Linked DNA regions of Gossypium hirsutum: region 2 is linked to region 1. Evidence: chromatin contacts called from public Hi-C data. All regions are on one chromosome and are shown on one strand. Each heading gives the region's core, a stretch centred on a gene start, on an enhancer-like site or on the middle of the called end of the contact. The rest is flanking DNA. Distances are from core to core; before and after follow the strand shown.

Evidence for each region. Hi-C and Micro-C count contacts between places; a contact is called where the count stands out from the background.
Region 2: a contact with region 1 is called in a Hi-C map of leaf, with 4 times the contacts expected there. The contact joins the promoter of LOC107951095 here to the promoter of LOC107887115 in region 1. A contact is called at or near these places in 3 of 34 Hi-C or Micro-C datasets (hypocotyl and leaf).

The regions. Positions count from the first base shown.
Region 1 is chrA03:57,195,315-57,199,251 of Gossypium_hirsutum_v2.1, reverse strand. LOC107887115 (probable LRR receptor-like serine/threonine-protein kinase At1g14390) reads left to right here and starts at 2,156. Exons shown (of 7, transcript XM_016811260.2): 1 at 2,156-3,937. The coding sequence starts at 2,740.
Region 2 is chrA03:57,693,182-57,697,118 of Gossypium_hirsutum_v2.1, reverse strand. LOC107951095 (homeobox-leucine zipper protein ATHB-13) reads left to right here and starts at 2,157. Exons shown (of 3, transcript XM_016886013.2): 1 at 2,157-2,904; 2 at 3,011-3,387. The coding sequence starts at 2,778.

The DNA.
Region 1 (3,937 bases), core at 907-3,406:
TTTACGTTTTGAGGGTTTTTTGTTTACAGGTTTTGGGCTTTAGTGTTTTATCTACATCTTTTGTACTCTTTGTTCTTTTGCCATTATAGTAAAATTATTTTTGCCTGTGGTTTTTTATCCTCTTTGGATGGGTTTTTCCACATTAAATTTGTGTGTTCAATTTCTCAATTTCTTTCGCTATTTTTTACTTATTCGTTGCTTAATCGGGTCGATTCCCAACATATATACTTGCAACAGTTCATACCATTTCAAACTACGTTTAACTCCATTACAAGCTTTAGATATTTAACCAAGTTCTAATATTAACCATTAACCATAAGTGCATAGACGCATAACTTTATATTCCAAATTTGACTCAACCTAGGTACATGGCTTGTAAACAACAAAAGAGACTTATACAAACATTATCGAGTTCGGGATTTTGACTAGATGCTGAAGTTGATGCTCGAGATCTCATTTGAGACCTAACTTGTGCATGAAAAAATAAATTGCACGCTGCATGATAAAACTCAATAATCTTTCTATAAATCAAATCAGTATAACATAATTGTTATCAAATACAAATAATCAATTCAAGTCTATTATTCAACTAATTCGTATACCAAATTGTAACATAGACTTAGTGATCAATTCATTTGCTTATTTCATATCACCATTTATAAGCATATGTTCCTATATATATATTCACATTCATTGATTTATATATTTATTTTCATCTCATCAATTTAATCATTTTTGAGTTTATTGACTCGTAAATACTCAATCACCCCCAGGGGCTCATTTCTAGCCAATTTACATGGTCTTTCACATGCTATTGAATATCACAATTCATATGTGAGCAATTATATCAAATCTATTCATATTTCATTTCAATCTACCATATAGCCTAGTCAAATTATGTTTATATAATCCTATTGACTTTACTTGGATTTCAAGACGGATATACAAATTAACCAACTGGCATCTGAATCTAGCATTGTACTATATTATCGAATAAATCGAAAGAAATTTATTGGCACACACTGTGCATCGTTGGACAAGCCAAAGCAATTATACTGTACATCATCGGATAAATCAAAAAAAATATATTGGCACATACTATGCATCATCGGACAAGTCAAAACAATTATACTAACATGCGTAGTACATATTGGATAAACCTAAGTAATTCTGATGGCACCTAGAGAAAAAAATATACTGGCATACAATCGGATCTTTATTACCAAAAAAACTAAAAAAAGAAAAAAAGTCAGATATTGGATACTTAGTCTTTCTATGTTCTGGAATACTGCTATTAAGAAAGTAAATAACATGAATAAAATTTATGGAAAAAAACTTTTTTCCTTCTATATAAATGATAGGATCCCATCAATAAAGTAGGACTTACCTTCCCTCTTCTTAATCTAGATTAAAAAAAAAAAGCATCTTCTCCAAGGCATTCCATGTGCATCTTTATTCCTTGCTATATAAAACCGCCCTTCCCCTATTACATAATTACTACATTACCATGCTTCAACTAGCCCCATTGCTTCATAAATCTTGAATATGCGCATATAATATCAAACGTATATTTACACACAGTTCTCAATATTTTATAAAAAAACATAATAATCAAGGAAGGCAGCTAAGCATTGAACAAAAGAAAAAGCAGAAGAAAGGCAGGTAAGCTAAGAACAAAAAAACAGGATGGATAATTGGATACCATTCCCTCAAAAAAGAATAATATAATAAGTTAAGGGATTTGGTAAAACTAATACATCATTAAAATCCGTGTTTGAAAAATTGACAACTTTTCACCTTTATTTTAATCATCTCACCGACAAAACGGCATTGGTGACACAGGAAAACGGCCAAACCGGGGGGGGGGGGCCATTCCCGTCATTTTCCCCTCACACTTCCACCGGCGGGCTCCTTATATAGCACTGCTTTTAGTTATGGGATACTGATGTAAAGACACTATTTTGGTAACTTACACACGTGATTCAACCTTGCTTTTTGTGCTGTTTTATTGACTTATTTAGCTACTATTAATTAAATTTTTATTAAAATTAAAAATATTTAAAATAAAATTTGAAAATAACAAAAAATTGAAAAATATTTAATAAATGTTAACTAAGGGATATATAAATATTTTAATATTTACGCACTGTACATCACTTTCCGGTCCTCAAAGTTCTAGCGTAACATGAAGCCGAGGTTGCCGCAAACGGAAGTGTTTGAACTGAGAGCCAAAAGTTGACTTTAACTCCAATTTAATATGATAGATCTTGTATCGTAGTATCAGGATTTCCAGGCAGTATCATTGCATGGTCTACTTAATTGCCAATATTTATTTATTCTAGTGAAGTTCCCAGTTCCCACCTTAGATTTTTGATTCTGATTTTCAAGTTGACTGAACCATTTTCTTTCTTTCGTTCTTTAAATTCACCTTCTCATCTACTTTGTAAATAAATGCGTTTTCCAACAAATTTAAGTGTAGTAAAGTAAAAGTAGCAGCTTTATCCTATAACCTTTAATAAGTAGTGAGCTAAACCCAGATCAGATATTTGTCTTTTTTAGATGAAAACTTCATTTATTGGGTGCTGCTGGGCCTCTATGCGCTAAAAGGATGTGTGCATTATGCTACTGAATGCATCAAGTTAATGTGATTGCTCCCTTTCCCAGAAATGTTTTCTCCTTCTTCTACTCCTACTTTTTAAGGTTTATCTTCCCTTCTTTTTCTTTTTGAGTTCAACAGGAATGGAGACTTCCAGGGTGGGTTTCAGTTTATTGCTTTGTACAATATTCATGGTTGTTCCAGTTTCAATAGGTCAGCTTACTTCAACCGAAACCAGGCTTCTTTTCCAAGTTCAAAAGCTTCTTGAATACCCTGAGGTACTTCAAGGATGGACAAAGTGGACCAACTTCTGTTATCTCCCTCATTCTCCTTCTCTCAAGATTGTGTGTGCAAACAGTCGCGTGACGGAGATAACCATCGTTGGAAACAGGAGCTCTCCAGCGAATGTTGTACCAGGTTCTGGACCACAGGGTTTGTCCGGCAAGTTTTCCATGGATTCATTATTCACTGTCCTCACCAAGTTTTCTAGTTTGAGAGTATTGTCCCTGGTGTCCCTGGGGTTATGGGGTCCCTTGCCTCCCAAGATCAACAGGTTTCATTCACTCCAAGCTCTCAACATGACCTCTAATTTCATCTCCGGCAGGATTCCTAAGCAGATTGCATCGTTCCAGAATCTAACAAGTCTGGTTTTGGCTGATAATCTGTTCAATGGGAGCGTTCCAGATCTTACAGGCTTACCACTCCTTAAAGTTGTGAATTTGGGTGGCAACCTCCTTGGACCTCAGTTTCCTTCATTGAGCCAAAGTCTTGTAAGTATCACGTTGAGCAACAACTCATTTAGATCCCAGATCCCTTCAGGACTGAAGAAATTCAATCAGCTCCAGAGGCTGGACATCTCTTCTAATAGACTTGTGGGACCACTCCCATCGTTTCTATTCTCCTTGGCTTCAATTCAGTATCTTAATTTGGCCCAGAACCAATTAAGCGGAGCCCTTGCTTCCACTACAGGTTGTAGTAACAACCTCTCCTTTGTAGATATCTCAAACAACCTTTTGATAGGGAAACTCCCTTCATGCATCGGATCAAACTCCAGAAACAAAACAGTCATTAGTTCATGGAATTGTCTGTCTACTGGGAATTCAAATCGCCAACATCCTTATTCATTTTGCAACAAAGAAGCATTGGCTGTTAAGCCCGTGGAAAGCAAGGAGCAGGAGGAGCCTGGGATCAACTTGGGTCTAATACTCGGTATCATTGGAGGCGTTGTTGCCATTGCAGGAGCTATTGCTTTGTTGATGTTTGTGATTATTCGAAGATCACGAACAACTGAAGACGCAAATTATGATGAAAGATCCATTGTAGACAAAATGTCTGTTCGTA
Region 2 (3,937 bases), core at 908-3,407, 500 kb before region 1:
ACGGAATTTTGGCAGGCTGTTGCATCCTCTACGAATTGTGTGGCAGTTGTGCGTTTATATGTGGCTAAATTTTTACCTCATTTGGGGGCCATATTCTGTATACTTAAATTCTTTTCCTGGGTCCTACCTGTCCATTTTTCTTTCCTTGCTTTCACAAAATAATTTATTCAAGAATTTAAACTTTAAACCGAAAAACAATAAAAAGAATGGTGAAATGTTAATCAGTAAATTCATTCACTTTCACCTTCTGAATAGAAATAGAATGGTGATATTTTAATATTGTGCATGGCAGGAGGTAATTTTGTACTATTCTTTTGCATGTTATCAATTACTTTATATCTTTATTATATCTTCCTGTAATTGATCATGAACAAGGGTTTCAGTTACTCAACATTAATGCTGTATTTCTCTTGATAGATTTTGTATTTTGTGTTACTATTTAGAAGAGGTAAAAGCTAAAAGAATTTGTGGGTTCTCTTGGCCTTTGAACAATTAAGAAATTCATTGTGAAGGTGTCTTCTGATTTTCTATCTATGTTTGTTACAAGAAAAGGGCTTTTTCGACTATATCTTTTTAACGTGACTGCATTTTATAATGTACTTATGTCATGTCATAAATTCATCTCTCCATTTTTGAGTAATATATATATAGCATAAAGGTTATTCTCTCTTTTTTATTCTCATAAATCATTAGTCAACATCATATGTAATTTCATCAGATGCAAAACATCTTCATCCTAACAAATTCAATATAATCTTTCAACTTTATGTCCCTTAATTAGTTCGAAATTTTTATAAAAGATAAAAAAAGTTCGGAATTACGCATCCAATGAATTTTCTTCATTTTATTCATTTGCAAACAATGGTGTAAGAGAGAGAAGAGATGAATCGTCATGATCGTGGTAGGAGCCATAAATAGAAGCCAAGCGAAAAAAAATTATAAATTCAGAAAACATAAGAAATAGAAAAAAAGAAAGCAAAAACTTGGTTACACTTCAAATGAAGTCCACAGCTCAATAAGGTTAAAAATATGCATATATATCAAACAAGACATGGATAGCAACAGTAAAGAGATTTTTGAAGGGATAGAGGTACGACAACAACATATTTGACTGTTGTTGGTTAGGTTATAACCATATATCGAATGGTGAAAGTTGGATGAGGGGCGTAATAAGACTGACTGGCACCCTTGATCCATATGAAAATGGAAGCATCAAGCATCCATGTTTAATCAGATATCCTGATTTTGTTTAGGAAGTTCATAGACCGAATTCACACTCTGGGTTTTTTTTTTTTTGAGATCATGTATCAATTATTAAGTGAGGTGGAGTGATATTAATGAAGTTAAGAAAGGGAAGACGAGGATAGGACATGAAACGAGTGAGTGCATGAGGCAAGAAAGGAAAGCATTGATTGAGATAGAGATGGACAGATGGGGCTCAAAGACAAAACAGACCAGCTCTTCTTGGGTCCTTAAAACAGGAGTTTTTGTTTCGGCTTCTCAATCTTACATTTTTTTTTTTACAAAAGATGATGGAAAAAAAAAACTTAAAAATTAAAGAAGTTTGAAATGGATACGCATTCAAATACGGAGGACTGAAACTGATAAAAGGATAATGGATGGGAAAGAGGCCTAATGCACGATACCTGTTGGTGGTTAGGTGGTAGTCCCTGCCCTGCCCCCCTCTTTGGACCCATTCCCTAGATTCCTTCTCTCTCTTTCTCTCATTGTAAATCCCCCTCACTTTAGACCCCAAAACATATCTAATCATCCATGAATGATCCAACTCATTTCTCTTTTCTCTTAAGCAACTCTTATTCTCTTCACACACCCATGACACCGTAAAATATCACAATTTTCTCTTTCTAAGAAACCCTAAACTCTTTTTCACCCATATGAACACTTTGCTTTTCTTCTTAATTAACTTGTTTAAACAAAAACAAAATCAAATTTTGTTAGGCCTATTTTATGTATATTATATTATTTTTCCTCTCTCTAAGTCACCCAGTTCACATTATTAAAACATGAATACGCCATTGTCTCTTAAGTGGTAGAGAAAAAAAGACCAATACAATGAAAATGACCTCAAATAATTGGAGTTAGGATGGTATTGGAATCACTCTTTGATAATATTTTCGGAGGCATCACATTACTATTACCAGGTTCAATTCCCATTTAATTTTCTAACTATGCCTTCTTTTTCTTTTCTCACTTTTGTCCTAAACAAGCAAATGCGTGTTTCAAAAATTGTTGCTATTTTTTTTAAACCACTTCTTACGAAATTTTGTTTACTGTTTTTTTTTTTTAAAAAGACATCTTTTCCATCTGCGATAGCAAAAGCAAAGTCCTATTTATAAAAAGAAAATAAAATTAAAAACATATTTTTTAATCAAATAAATCCATCCTGATATAAGGAGAAGCAGAACTGTATTCATCATTCATGCATAACTCTCTCTCCCTCTCTCAGAAAATATATTATACAAGAAAGAAAGCTTTTTTTGCAAGTAGTTGATAAGGTATATAAGCTATCCCCTTTTAACAAATCACTGCACCACCTTCCAATTCAAGAAATTCCAATTTTCCTTATTATTTCATAATCAAATCTATCTTCTGCTTTTCTCACATTAAACTTTGTGTCCAATCCGAGCCGAGGATCTGCTGCATAGCCTTCTTTCCTCGAACAACAGCATGACAGTCATCAGATGATGAACATAGAGTTTTGTTAGTAGTAATAGAGGCTTATTAAGGCCCTGAGCCCCTGACTGCTGTGCTGGGTCATGTCTTGCAATGGGATGGCTTTTTTCCCAGCAAATTTCATGCTCCAATCTCCTCATGAAGAAGATCATCAACCCTCAACTTCTATCAATCAAATGCTTCCTTCTTGCCCGCCCCAAGACTTCCATGGTATTTTTTTATATCTTTCTATCTCTACTGAATAGAAAAAAAATAAGGGTTTAGCAGTTTATATATGGAAAGTATATATGATTGAATATTTTGATTTTTCCTTTAGGTGTGGCATCATTTCTTGGGAAGAGATCAATGTCATTTTCAGGGATAGATGTGTGCGAAGAAGCAAATGGGGAGGATGATTTATCAGATGATGGTTCACAGGCAGGAGAAAAGAAGAGAAGACTTAACATGGAGCAGGTAAAGACTCTTGAGAAGAACTTTGAGTTGGGTAATAAGCTTGAACCTGAGAGAAAAATGCAGCTGGCTAGGGCTCTTGGTTTGCAACCAAGGCAGATTGCTATTTGGTTTCAAAACAGAAGAGCTAGATGGAAAACCAAGCAGCTCGAAAAAGACTATGATCTCCTTAAGAGACAGTACGAAGCGATCAAAGCAGATAATGATGGACTCCAAGCTCAGAACCAAAAGCTGCATGCTGAGGTAATAATCTTAACTAAATATACAAACGTCTTCATTCACCTTTCTGTTTTTATTTTTTCTTTATCATGTCGTCCTTGCTTTATGTTAAGAAAAGCTCTAAAGCTTCTATTCATCAATCGAGTATACAGTTGAATAATTGAGTTTGAAGACTATGATCTTCTATTATGATCATGCTTTATTGACTTTCTAGGGTGTCATGATTTATAGAACCTTATTTCTGCCAGTACTTTCCTGAACAAAACCTGTTTTCTTGTCACATGTTTACTATACTTTATGATGGGTTGATTAATCATTGTTATGAAGCTCATGGCAATAAATAGGGATCTTTCTTTCAAGTTACAATAAACCTGGGATATCTTCTGTCATTTTTAAATATATATATAAATATAAATTCCTTTGGTTGGGAAATGGTCTCATTATTTTATTTTGAAAGACCATAGAACTGGTATCAAATTATAAATTCAGCCTCTTAATTAAAATCGACAGTAGGCAGCTAGGGGAATATTTGGCTATTTAGTAGTATTATTAGTTTCTTTGTCTTTGAATGGAT